Regions from separate parts of the Hordeum vulgare genome. Here region 2 is linked to region 1. A link is a contact called in public Hi-C data. All regions are on one chromosome and are shown on one strand. The core of a region is the stretch at or near the end of the contact, and the rest is flanking DNA. Distances in the headings are between cores, read along the strand shown. Region 1 has its middle 7.0 kb from the start of LOC123425937. Region 2 has its middle 44 kb from the start of LOC123433800.

The links. A called contact is a pair of places that touch in the nucleus more often than the background predicts.
Region 2: a Hi-C map of leaf shows a contact between it and region 1, with 2.0 times the contacts expected there. The contact joins two enhancer-like sites. A contact is called at or near these places in 3 of 6 Hi-C or Micro-C datasets (leaf and seedling) and 1 of 1 datasets of contacts at active chromatin or transcription factors (embryo).

What each region holds. Positions count from the first base shown.
Region 1 is chr2H:224,996,820-225,002,498 of MorexV3_pseudomolecules_assembly, forward strand. No RefSeq gene overlaps it. Among protein-coding and RNA genes, the nearest start is that of LOC123425937, 7.0 kb to the left of the region's middle. Within about 2 kb of position 3,747, at least 3 of the 3 cell types and tissues checked have open chromatin away from gene starts, as enhancers often do. A contact at or near this core is called in leaf, where this site is marked.
Region 2 is chr2H:225,503,393-225,509,935 of MorexV3_pseudomolecules_assembly, forward strand. No RefSeq gene overlaps it. Among protein-coding and RNA genes, the nearest start is that of LOC123433800, 44 kb to the left of the region's middle. Within about 2 kb of position 1,294, at least 2 of the 3 cell types and tissues checked have open chromatin away from gene starts, as enhancers often do. A contact at or near this core is called in leaf, where this site is marked.

The sequences.
Region 1 (5,679 bases), core at 2,497-4,996:
CCTAAGAAAATAAAGAGAGTAGTTTTAATACTAAAACCTTTCGGACCCAGAGTTTGTTTATTGCATAGTTAGATAACACATGCATGGCAACCGAGCCGGTTGTGATTACGGTCCGTTTCTAGAATGATCTCCAAGTTCTGATAAGCATTCAGACTTCGAGCTGCATGCATTCAATAGACGATGCATGTACTGAACTTTATTAGGTCCAGTTAATGCGGTCTTATGCCTTATACATACTCTGGTGCATAAAATGCTAGGAAAACTTCAAAATTAGAAGGAAAATATATGTATTTCCAAAAATATTTGAAGAAGTAACCAATAGTTGCATGAATTCTCTCCCAAAACATAAACTGCAACCTAATTGGACGTATTGATAATTTATGTGCATCCGGTCGTCCAAATATACATACTCGTAGTTGCATGATCTTTTAATGTCCAGATGTACCTTGACTGAAGTAGTGCTTGCTACTTTAAACTGGTTGGGAGTAACTGGGTTAGTAACATAACACATTTCAAGGCAAATTTGCTTACATAACAAGTAGTTAACCATAAGAGATATGTTTGTGATAATATAATATGTTATGGTAACATAACACGCCCCAAGATGGAATGAGTCTACCCCTAATAAATAGTCTTGTATTATATCACATATGCTTCTGACTGAGAATTCATAGTGGAGAGGTATATGAAATGGTTTGAGGCTTGGATTAGCAATGCTGCCTCAATGGGAGGCAGACTCACACTCCTGGATTCTGTTATCGCGCAAATTTTCATTTATCACATGTCTATGTGGATCATGAATAAATCATTTATTGAAAAGCTAGATAAGCACAGACATAGATTTTTCTGGCAAGGGAACAATAAGAAGAGGAGATATCATTTAGTTAAATGGAACAAGATGTGCAGATCTAAGCAAAAAGGAGGCCTGGGGGTTAAGGACCTCCGTAAGCAAAATATTAGTTTGATGGTTAAGTGGTGATGGAAGTTGGAGATACAGAAGGGGGTCTGGCAGGATATTATCAAAGCTAGATATCTCCGAAACAAATTTGTGGCTACTGTTAATCCCAGATTCTCTGACTCACCATGCTGGAAAGCGATCCTTAAAGTCAAGGATTACTATTTTGTGAGGAAAAAATTAAAATTGAGTCTGGAAATATTGCCAGGATATGGCAGGATTCAATTAATGGGCTTCCCCCATTTAAGGATCAATTTCCTTTGTTGTTTGATATTTGTAATGAACCTGATTGCATTGTGGAGAATATGTGCTCAATAGATGATTATTCCTTCTTTAGAAGAAGGTTAAACTCGGAGCTTAGAGTTCAATGAAGAGAGATGCATAATACTATTTCTGGTATTGCGCTTACTCGTGATAGTGATAGAGTGTCCTCGGGCCTGACTGGTGATGGCAAGTTTACTACCAAATCCATGTATAAGTGGTTGGAGAAACCACTTCATGGATGCCATTACAAGTGGATCTGGAAAGCAAAATTACCCCTAAAAATTAAAATCTCCAGGTGGCAGTTGTCTGAAGATGCAGTGTTGACTAGGCATGTGATGAAAAAGAAAAAATGGTCTGGGAATCCCAGTTGCTCCTTTTGCCGTCAAAGGGAAACTTCACAGCATCTTTTCTTTACTTCCCCTGTTGCTAGAATTGTGTGGATTGTCGGGGTTACTCTGGGGACTGAATGTTGTCCCAATTCATAATGGCAATATTTTTCCTGCTGTAATCCTTTTTTGCCGGCTGGAGTAAAGTATTACACGGTGGGCCTTGCAGCTGCGTGTTGGGCTATCTTGTTGGCTCGAAACAGGGCTATGTTTGAAAATAAAATGATCAAAACCACATTCGAAATAGTGTTTTCAATGTGTGCGTTCATCTATTGGGCAGGGCTCCAACAGGAAGGCGATGCGGGGGAACTACGCTCTGGGGCGGAGATGGCGAGGTCGAACACTATGCAGCTGATGAAAATGTGCGAGGTGGCCACACAAGAGATCATAGGGGAATGAACAACTCCGGAAAATCTTCGAGCATGTTGATGGAGACCTCCTATAGTCTGATAGTTATCATGTCTGTTTGAGTTTGAGTTTGGGTCTGTTTTAGTTGGTATTTTGATGTTCTGTGCAGTGCTAGTTTTTATGCCATAGCATTCGTTTCGAGGGCGAACGTATGTCCCATGGGTAAAAATAGCAATTTGCCGGAGCGATTATCGTCCCAGTACTTTCTCTTTCCTGATACTCTGTGGAACTGTTTTCGTTCTCTGTAATGAAAAGAGGTGTTTGCTCGTCTCAAAGAAAAAATAGTCACACATATGTTACTACCGATTATGTACATAGTAACATATGCTTGTACTACCTTCGTTTTGAACTATAAATCATTGTAAAGATTTCACTACGGACTATGTACGAAGCAAAATGAGTGACTCTACACTGTAAAATATATCTATATATTTTTATATGTAATCTATAATATAATATCTACAAAGATTTGTATTTTCATATATAGTTTATACTATAAGTAGCACAACGCATACATATATAAGATGAGTTTATAACTTAATAAATGAAAGGCTCAATGTTACTACTCCTATGTTAGTATTCATTATAAAGATAGTAACTTAGACTATTAACATATGCATGTTATTACTTTATGTTACTCTTTACTATGAGTAGTCTTAGTAGTCGTGACCAGACTTAGAACGTTGTCAAATCGATCTTACGATCTTACTGCATTACATGCACATAATTGTGCTACGAGATCCAGAATCCATGTAGTCTAGGACCACAGCACTCCTGATGCTCTAAATAGTAAAGCATCGGCTCGTACAGCGCTAGTACAACGCTCGATCGATCTATACCATCAAACAACACTCTAGATAAGCAAAAAGAAATGTTAGTGGGCGGTCAGAATCCCGAGGCGGAGCTGCGGCTGCTGGCGAGAGAAGTTTTTCCCGGCTCCCGAGAAGAACAATTCATCACTGTTGCAGTCACTTCTCTTTTTTCTCTCTCACTCTCTGTTGCTTTTTGGTATACTAACTGTTGTATTTTTTTTTGTTGGTTCGTGGGTGGGGGCCATTGTTGAGAGGTCCAAAATATGCACGGAAGCAGTGGAGGTGAGAATTCCCTGGAGGGAAAACGACAAGTCATGCATCGCCATTCGCTGTTGATCGGTCGGCAGATTGGCACGCCGGGCCCAAGGTGTCGTGGGTGCTCGTTGCTGTAGCGGATTGATGGGAGCCGTCCGATCCATCCGAGTCATACAAGAAGCTAGCTTGCTGGTGCGTGCCAGTGTGCTGTGTGCTGTGAAAAGAGACATGCATCACTGCTGCCGTACGTGTAAATGTCTAGTTTTCACCGTGCGTGCGTGCGGGGAGTAGTACAAGAGGTCTTATTAGGAAGGTGATTTCTACACCACTATTTCTGGCGCCGCTCATTGATGTTGTTTCTAAGTATTTCTGGAAGCTGCCAATGAACGAGCACGTACGTACAGTATCAATTAAGCAAGCAAGGTGGGCCCAGGCCGCGCGGGAAACTGTTTTTGGGGGCATCCCATCGACAGACATAGACACAAATTCGTCCAACAAAACTGGCATACATACACAATCCTAGTGGCCAGGTAGACGGCGCGCGGGACGGAAGAGATGGTTCCAGTCCAGTGAGCAGCGGGGAGAAGGAAGCCGTTAGACCGGTTACGGGCGTGGTGCAGTGCAGTGCAGCTGGGGCGGTGGGGTGGTGCATGCAACAGGCGTGGGTCTGTGCTTTGGCACGACAGCGCATGTGGACAGCTCACTCGCTTCTACCGCACTATACCACATAGCATAGCCCACACGCACGCGCTCTCTCTCCCTCCTCTCATCTCTACTATCTCTCTCGCACCGGTACACAGACAGCTCTATTTCACTACTGCAGTCAGAGAGAGAGAGAGAGGGTAGACGAGAGAGCACAGTGAGTTTGGTATCTACCAGTTTTGTCGCTGACAGATAATGTAAGAGAAGCCTGGGACCGATTGATCCTCTCTCTCTCTCTGGTCTATACCGGCGGTCCTGTTGGCGCACCTGGTGCGTGGAAGTCCTGTTGTGTATGAGAGCCCTAGAGAGAGAAGCAAGCAAGCTCACAGTCACAGAGCGATAGAGAGGAAGGGGGAGACTGTGTCTATGTGTAGTAGCTAGCTAGCAGGCTAAGCTTGGTGGCAGTAGTACGTGATGGCCGGTACTGTGACGAACTAGTACTGTGCTTCCCGGTTGGTTGGTATCATCAGCAGGTTCCGGTCGTTGAACTGACAAAACAGTAAGATTCGTCTCTTTCCTTTCATGTACTACGTGGGTGCCTCCCGCCGGCCACCATGGACGGTCGATCCATCCCTCCTTTGATTCTTCTTATCTTGCTACGTGCTATTCGTCCTAAAATAACTGTGTTAACTTTATTCTAGCTCTAATACAAACTGATATCGCTTTATTCTTAAATATAAGTCAAAGTTTTACAAAAAGACTATATACGAATGTATATATACATATTTTAGAATATAAATTTATTTATTTTTGTTTTGTATATAGTTTTTTAGTAAAAAATTTAAAAAGACTTATATTAAAGAACGGAGAAGTATTAAGTTTTGAAACAGATATTTTTGAACGAAGGGAGTACTCCGCCACCTTATTAACTGAGCCGTTCCCGTCCATCATCTCCTTCTCTTCTGCTCTCAGTCTCAGGTATGCATCTGCATGTAAGAAATTTATTTCTTACACTGCATGCCTCGTTTACACCAAATATATATGCCCAGAAGCTACCATGCATGTGCCCTCCCTGCCTCCCTAGTCCCTACCTAATCTTACTTCACTTACGTATACCGCGACCGCGCGTACGTGTACCTTGCTCTTCCTTTTCTCCTGCTATTTCTTTTCTATCTGTGCCTTCTCATAACTGCTCAAGGTAGTAAGAAAGACACATCCAGCGAAACTAATACTCCTACGTACTGTATTTGAAAGGAACCTAGCCAGCATTGACAAAAATGACTCCGTATAGGGTCTTAGTAAACGTAACACGGTCGCAATCACTCATCCACGTACAAGTTGAGGCGTAGTATCTCACTTTAAATCCCTGTCCACCCGAAAGATACATGCATGGAGTGCTAGCTTTGACCACCGTTTAGTTCATACACGTCCGGTTTGGTCCCGGGCCAATACATACTGTGTCGTACATTCTTTAACTTGATCAATAAATAAGCATCACTTATAACCAAAGTTTTAGATAGCCAACTATAGATTAACTATAATGAGGCTATAGCTGTTTCAGCAGATACCGCTATATAACATAATTCTCTAAACTTATGAAATAATCGACTATAGTCTATATATAGTCTCGTTATAATTGATTTGAAGGACCGTCGCTATTTGACATGAGCTTCTATTTGAAACACTGCTTATAACTAATATATGTGTGCCACAAGATAGCTAAAGTACGTCCCCAAGTCGCAAAGACGAAGTTAATCAGTAGTCCTACTGATGGAACGGCTTAATTTAATCAGCTTGCTTAGCGGGAGCAACATAGAGAGAGCGAGAGAGAAAGAGACCGATCGAAATGGGCTGGAAAGAAACAAACAACCCACAATCATCGGTCTGCTCCACTATGACTATCCGAGAGAGATGATATATGTGTGTTGTGTTCATGCCCGGAGAGGCAGCCGACACG
Region 2 (6,543 bases), core at 44-2,543, 500 kb after region 1:
ACGTTGGAATGCGTGGCTCCTTCTAGTCCGTCGATTGATGGAAGTTCATCTGTCGGGCCAACCAGGCACAATTCATTGGAAATTAACTACAAGTGGTAGGTCCTCCGTGAAATCAATGTAAGTGGACCTTATCAATGTCAGAATAATACCTACTTTCTCCACACATTTGGAAAATTAAAGTAGCACTCAAGATTAAGATTTTCATGTGGTTTGTCCATAAAGGAGTGATACTTACGAAGGATGACTTGGTTAAACGAATATGGGTAGGTAATACTAAATGCTGCTTTTGTGATCATAATGAGACTATTAAACACCTTTCTCGAGTGCCCTTTGGCAAGACTTCTATGACATACTATTCATATAGCTTTTAACATTACTCTTCCAACGAGTATGAACACGTTATTTAGGACGTGGCTCAATGCAGTAGACCTCATCACAACTAGATACATTCGAATAGGAATTTGTGACATGCTTTGGGCTATATTGAATTGGAGAAATGATATGATATTTAACAAGAAGAAATTCAACAATTTTTTCTAGGTCATCTACAGAGCTACTGCTTGAATCCGTATGTGGTCGTTACTCACGCCTGAGGAGTCCAAGAAGATTATGGTTATTCGGTGCAGCCAGTGAGAGATGATAGCACCGGATAAATTCATTTGATATGAATGGCGGCATACTAATAGGCTACGTGTTTAGTCATCGTAGTCTATCTTTATCCTGCTAGTGGTGGCATGTCATTTTCCTTATTTTCGTGAGATCTTGTTAGACCCTTTAGGATTGCACTTATTTTGAACAACTTTGTTAATAAAGTGGCTGCATGCATCATCATGATGCGGAGGCCGGAGGTAACTTTCCTTTAAAAACATATAGTTCAACTATTCACAGAGTTGTAGAAGACATGTAAATATAAATTATCAAGCTAAACAAACTAAGTATGCTTGTTGTCTATTCGGTGGGTCGACCACAAAGTTTTGAATATCTCATAGTGTAAAAATATCGATACAAGGACAGCGACCGGTGACATGCTAACAATTTTTTAAATTTCACTATCAGATGGGCTTTACAATAATATGGAAAACAAATCACACAAACATTCCTTCCTAATGCATATTTTAGTGATGTAAGTACATTAATTAATTAGGGGACAGCCAAATCTATTTGACAAGGCCCAGTGATATCGACGCGTCATCATCGCCATTTTTTTTTCGCCGGGAATCATCCCCACCATGTTGCAAGGCAAAGAAAATAGATGGCCCAAAGGAGCGGATTCGTTCCTGCTGCCAAGAATCTCACACGCATCCCTAAGCTCATATACTCATCCTCATGCATGCCACGGCATATATAATTGGGTGCTTGCATGCGTCACATGGAATGCCAACTCCATCCATGGCCTAATGATGAAACAAAGATGCCCTAGATAAAAAGAAATCAAGAACCTGTCACTCAGTGGGCACCAGATCTACGAGTAGGATGGCTAATTCAGCTACTATGAAACACACACACACATACACACACACATGCATGCATGCATGTGTCTTGCTAAATATTAGAGGTGATCAGTGTAGAATACTAATATGTGATTATAATCTTTCAGGAATTTGTAGAGAGGGAAGGAGGGAGGGAGAGGGGGTAGCTACTAACCAGGCTTTTGTTAAGGGACCCTGCTCTGAGATTTTGATCTGGACCGCTGTCTCTGGGTTTGCTTCCTGAAGAAGGATGCCCTGTCTACCAATTATGGGCAGGGTTACATGGCCTCTTGGTCAGCATGCATGTTGAGTTGTGTGTTTGGTTAAGCGTGATCTGTTCTTGTCTCCTTGCACTTTCTATCATTCTTGTGTTATTCATGGCTACTATTCATTCTTCTATTATTCATGGTCTAGCTTTGCCAATGCACAAATTGAGGAATTACACGCTCCTTTACTTTTGTACTCGTAATAAGTAAACAGAAGTTACACATCCTTTATTTTTGTAATAACAAGATTAATCAAATCTTTAAAATCCAAACGTGTTGATCGATTTATGATCTCTAAAGTAGGGATATCATCTCCCAATTAAGAGTTCGGCACCAAGCCTTTTTATCGCCCACGTCTGATACTGATATGGCACCGACGGGCAAACATATAGAATGCATCTTCATTCAATCGATTAAGAAAGTACATTCTTGTCTCTTAGTTGTCGTCAAATATAGTGGCATGGGCGTTTGGTAGCATTTTTCATTTGATGATTCATATCTGACCTAAATATAAGACGGATATAGGGTGGTTTGAACACACTCGGACGCGTTCGCGTGACAAGCGCGACCCACCACCGACCCCACGGTTGTCCTAAAAAAATATCCATCCGCCTCATCACTCTGAAACCCTAGCTCACTCACTCTCCTCTCTCGCTACATCATCTCCTCTCCCGCATCGATTCCGATCGAATCCGGCCAATGTCGAGCTCCGGCAGCTGCTGTGAATCTAACATGGATCCGTACTACGAGCTTGCCATCCGCATCGCGCCTTGGAGCGGTCCAAGGTGGAGTCCGGGGCCAGCTCCGAATCTGTAGGCTCGCCGCTTCCCTGCCGACGTAGCTCGGACGCCTGGGCTGGCCCCTCCTAGCCCGTGCGCAACTCCGACACGCGGCTTGGGCAATCCGCACCTCCCTTACACTGTCCCCTGCCCCCGTGGCTCCTGCTCCCCCACGTGGGCTGCGGTGGGTGCTTGTGCCCGGCCCGCGCGGTGCGGATGCGCTCGCGGAAACCAGAGGCGCGCGTGGCCCGCCATGAGCGGCAACGACAAAGGGAGAGGGGGGAGGCGGAGTAGTCCGTGCACCTTCGTCGTGTGATGGAGGTTAAGCCTGACGAGGACTCTAGACTCCTCGAATGGGTCTACCGCCGGTCGCTTAGGAACACAGAGACGAACGCGCGGCGGCTCCGCCGGAGGAGCGCCAAGGCGCTCCGGATTGCCATTGACCAATTCGAGGGCGAGGCGGCGGAAGTAGCTACAAAGGCGGCTCAACTTGCGAAGCTCAAGTGGCAGCAGGATAGGGAGGTCTGGCGGCTAAAAGGGATCGTCATCCTCTCCGACACATCCGACGATGATGACGACGGCCACGGCTCCTCATCGGACGACTCGGACGATTCACCACCAGCCGCCGACGCCTACAACTGCGCCGGCGACCGGAAAGGCAAAGGTCCGGCGAAGAAGTGGTGAATGTCCGCCGTATTCATCTTCAATTTCAAGTTTTTAGTAATCTAAATTTAAATTTATCCGTCGCATATGTAAATTATGTGAAGTGTGACGATCTTTTGGACATCCGGCGATGATCTTTTGATGATCAAAATATGTATTCCTCTGTCTGATTTTATGTTTGTCTGGTGATCTATATTTTTTTTATCTATGTCGCATGCTAGCATGGATATATGGAGACCGGAAGACCGGATATGAGATATATGGATGTAGAGGACATGATTTAAGAAGTGTCCGATCAATGCCTGTGGACGCCTGGACGTGTCCGTAAATATTTGAGGGTCCGAATTTACAAGTCGTGACTTTAGATGCTCTTAATTTTGGTTGAGATTGGCTATGAAGAGAGGTGACTGTAGAGGCTCTTAGTTTTGGTTGAGATTGGGGATGGAGGGAGGTCAGATCGATCGATCGCTTATCCGATCGTGGCCGGCCATGAAAAGAAGAAACATTGGTTTGTTAGTAACAACGTACGTACAGTAGGTACGCACGTACCCGCCTCGCCGGCACCTACGGGGGAAGGGAAATATATTCTTGGCTTGTGGGTGGGGAGAGGTATGGAAAGAAGAGAAGGCATCCGATTCCCGATCGATCCATCCATCCATCAGAGATCCGATCGAGTGATGCGTTGGTTGGCTACCCTCGACCGAGAAACGAATGTCGGCTGCGCGCGATCGGCATCCATGGAGTAGCTGCCACCCCGTCCCGTCTCATTATCATCCCCTGCCACACATCCCTACATGCAATGCAACCACCGGTGGAATCCAACGTGGCGGCCACCCAATTAACGCAGTGATGTGATTTTTGAAGTACAGTCGCGGATACTGATACACAAGGCACCAAGTCACAAGCACGTGAAAAATGTTGCGAACTGACTGCAATTAGCGAACCGTCATTAAGACGTGATTAATCCGTTATTAGTCTAAGCGTCGTATGGACGCATCCGTCCGTACGGACGCCTTTTTGTAAAGACGCCTTTAACTCGCGTCCGAGTTCTTGTATATATATTTCAGATCAATGACAGAGAAAGAGATTCGCACAACACTTCTTTCGTTTCTCATCTTTACACGTTATCAGCACTGCCTCTACACAGAGAAAAGAGAGAGCCATCACAGAAGAACAAGAGAAGGTAAGAACAATGGCAAGAATGAACCTGCATGCCATTGTGTCTGCTTTTGTTCGCTCCATTAGGGGCGAGATCCGTCGATCCGCAAGACGCCGCCGTGCCCGGTCCCGTTTCCCTCGAGGTCGCCATGGTCCCCGTGGTCATCACATCCCTGCACCCCAAGTGCAGCAACCAGGACCAAGAACGCAGGCCGTACCCGTGGAGATGGTCGCACCGGCGCCTCCAGCGCCGTCCTTTGTCGCCCCTCCTATGCCGTCCTTTGTCGCCCCTCCGATGGGCTGGCTTCTCGCTGGACCTTCGGCGCCATTTCTGGGAGAGGAAGATGACCTCGATGCCGGACTGGTTCCACCGCCAACACCGCCGTAATATCGCGGCCTACGCGAGACCGCTCCACCCCTGCATCCTTAATTCCCAACGCCGACTCCCTCAGACGAGGATCTGATACACTTCTTCCCCCTGGCTATGGACCGGTTCCAAGCGGGGATTGGGAAGTGATGCCAACGGAAGAGGAGCAGCAGTGGCTCACCACCGCTGTGAAGAAAGAGCCCACGGCTCCAGCGACGGCAGACAAGACCAGTGCCCCCATCCTCGACCTCAACGCAGTCGCGAGCGTGCAGATCGAGGAGGCGCTTCGTCGTCTACACCACCATCGGCCATGCGAGCAACAACTCCGCCCCCGCCGCCTTATACCCCACCGCCGGAAGCCCGTCGCATCCTCCGCCACTTCACGGCCGCCCTGGAACGGAACCGCCCCGGCCTGGGCTCCGGCGGGTCTCAACCACCCCAGATACCCCGCGGGAGGACCCTCCCTCCTCTGAATCGAGCCACCTTGTGGCAGCAGCGGTGGCCGGTGGTGCTTCGGCTACAGCCATGGGGAGAGGAGGCCGGCGTGGTGAGGTGGGGAAAAGGGAGAGGGGGAGCGAGAGAAGAGGGTGGGTGTCGGTCTGGTTTCCAGATCAGATCGAGAAGAGGGGACGGGAGTAGCGGCGCCGAGAGTTTCCTCTCGTGCGTCTCGCTCGGTCGCTCTTATCCCCTCCCTCCCTCTGTCGGTCGATGCACTGGGCCGAACCCCCTTTTCCCTCTCTGTGTCGGTGCCAGGCTTGGGCCTCCTCCCCCCCCAAAAAGGCCTAACAGGCCAACATCCGAAACTGCTGGTGTTTTTGGCATTTCCATCAGAGAAAAAAAGGCCATAGCATCAATATATTGTATAGCAGCCTAGTTTTTTTTTCTTTTAGTGTGATATATTAATGTATTTGAAAAACCTTAGTGTATTTATGTCATTGTTGTATTATAAGTTTGTATATATTTAGACTATATATTGTCTAAAAATAAAATAAAGTCTCAGACTATGTATACATATTCTATATGATTGCCTGAGCATTCGTTTTTCAATTATTTTTTTAGAATATGTAAATTCTTAAATACAACAATTTTTTTGAATTTTGGGATCACAAGATAGATGAGGCATCTACTGCACTTTGCAAATTATCCTCATCACTAAAAGATCAAAAAATTTCCTCCATTCTGTTGGCAAAATGACTATCTGAGAGTGCTCTCCCAAAATATACGAACTAAAGTGACTACCTCGAATTTTATTTTGCAAATCACAAGGCAATTGTGTGATGTACTGCATAATTTGCTGATTATCCACTCTCGCTATGAGGTCTACATCCAGTCTTTTGACAAGATGATTACCTTTAAAGTGATTTTGTAAAATGTAGTATGACACAAAAGTAATGGACATATGAACATCGACTGGTCAAAACCAGAACATACTCTCCATTACTGTGAGATCTACAACGCAACGGTGACTATCTTCAAAGTGCCATATATATAAAATGAGGTCTACACATATAAGTATAAAGCATCAGCTATACTTGCAAATTTTTCTTCATTAAAGCATTTGTTGTTACTTATATTTTACTCTCATAGTAAAACTAAATTATGCATGAAAATACCATGCAGGAAATGGCTGGCGTCATGCATCGTGAATTTCATGAACTTGAACTAGATGGTAGTAACTATTTACCATGGGCTATGGATGCAAAGATAGCCCGCGAAAGCCGTAAACTCGGTTCCACTATCATCACACCTGATGAAGGCGCCGGAGAAATCCCCACGGCAGCCAAATATACTGCTTTAAGTTTCTTAAGGCACCATCTACATCCAGACTTAAAGTCAGAATA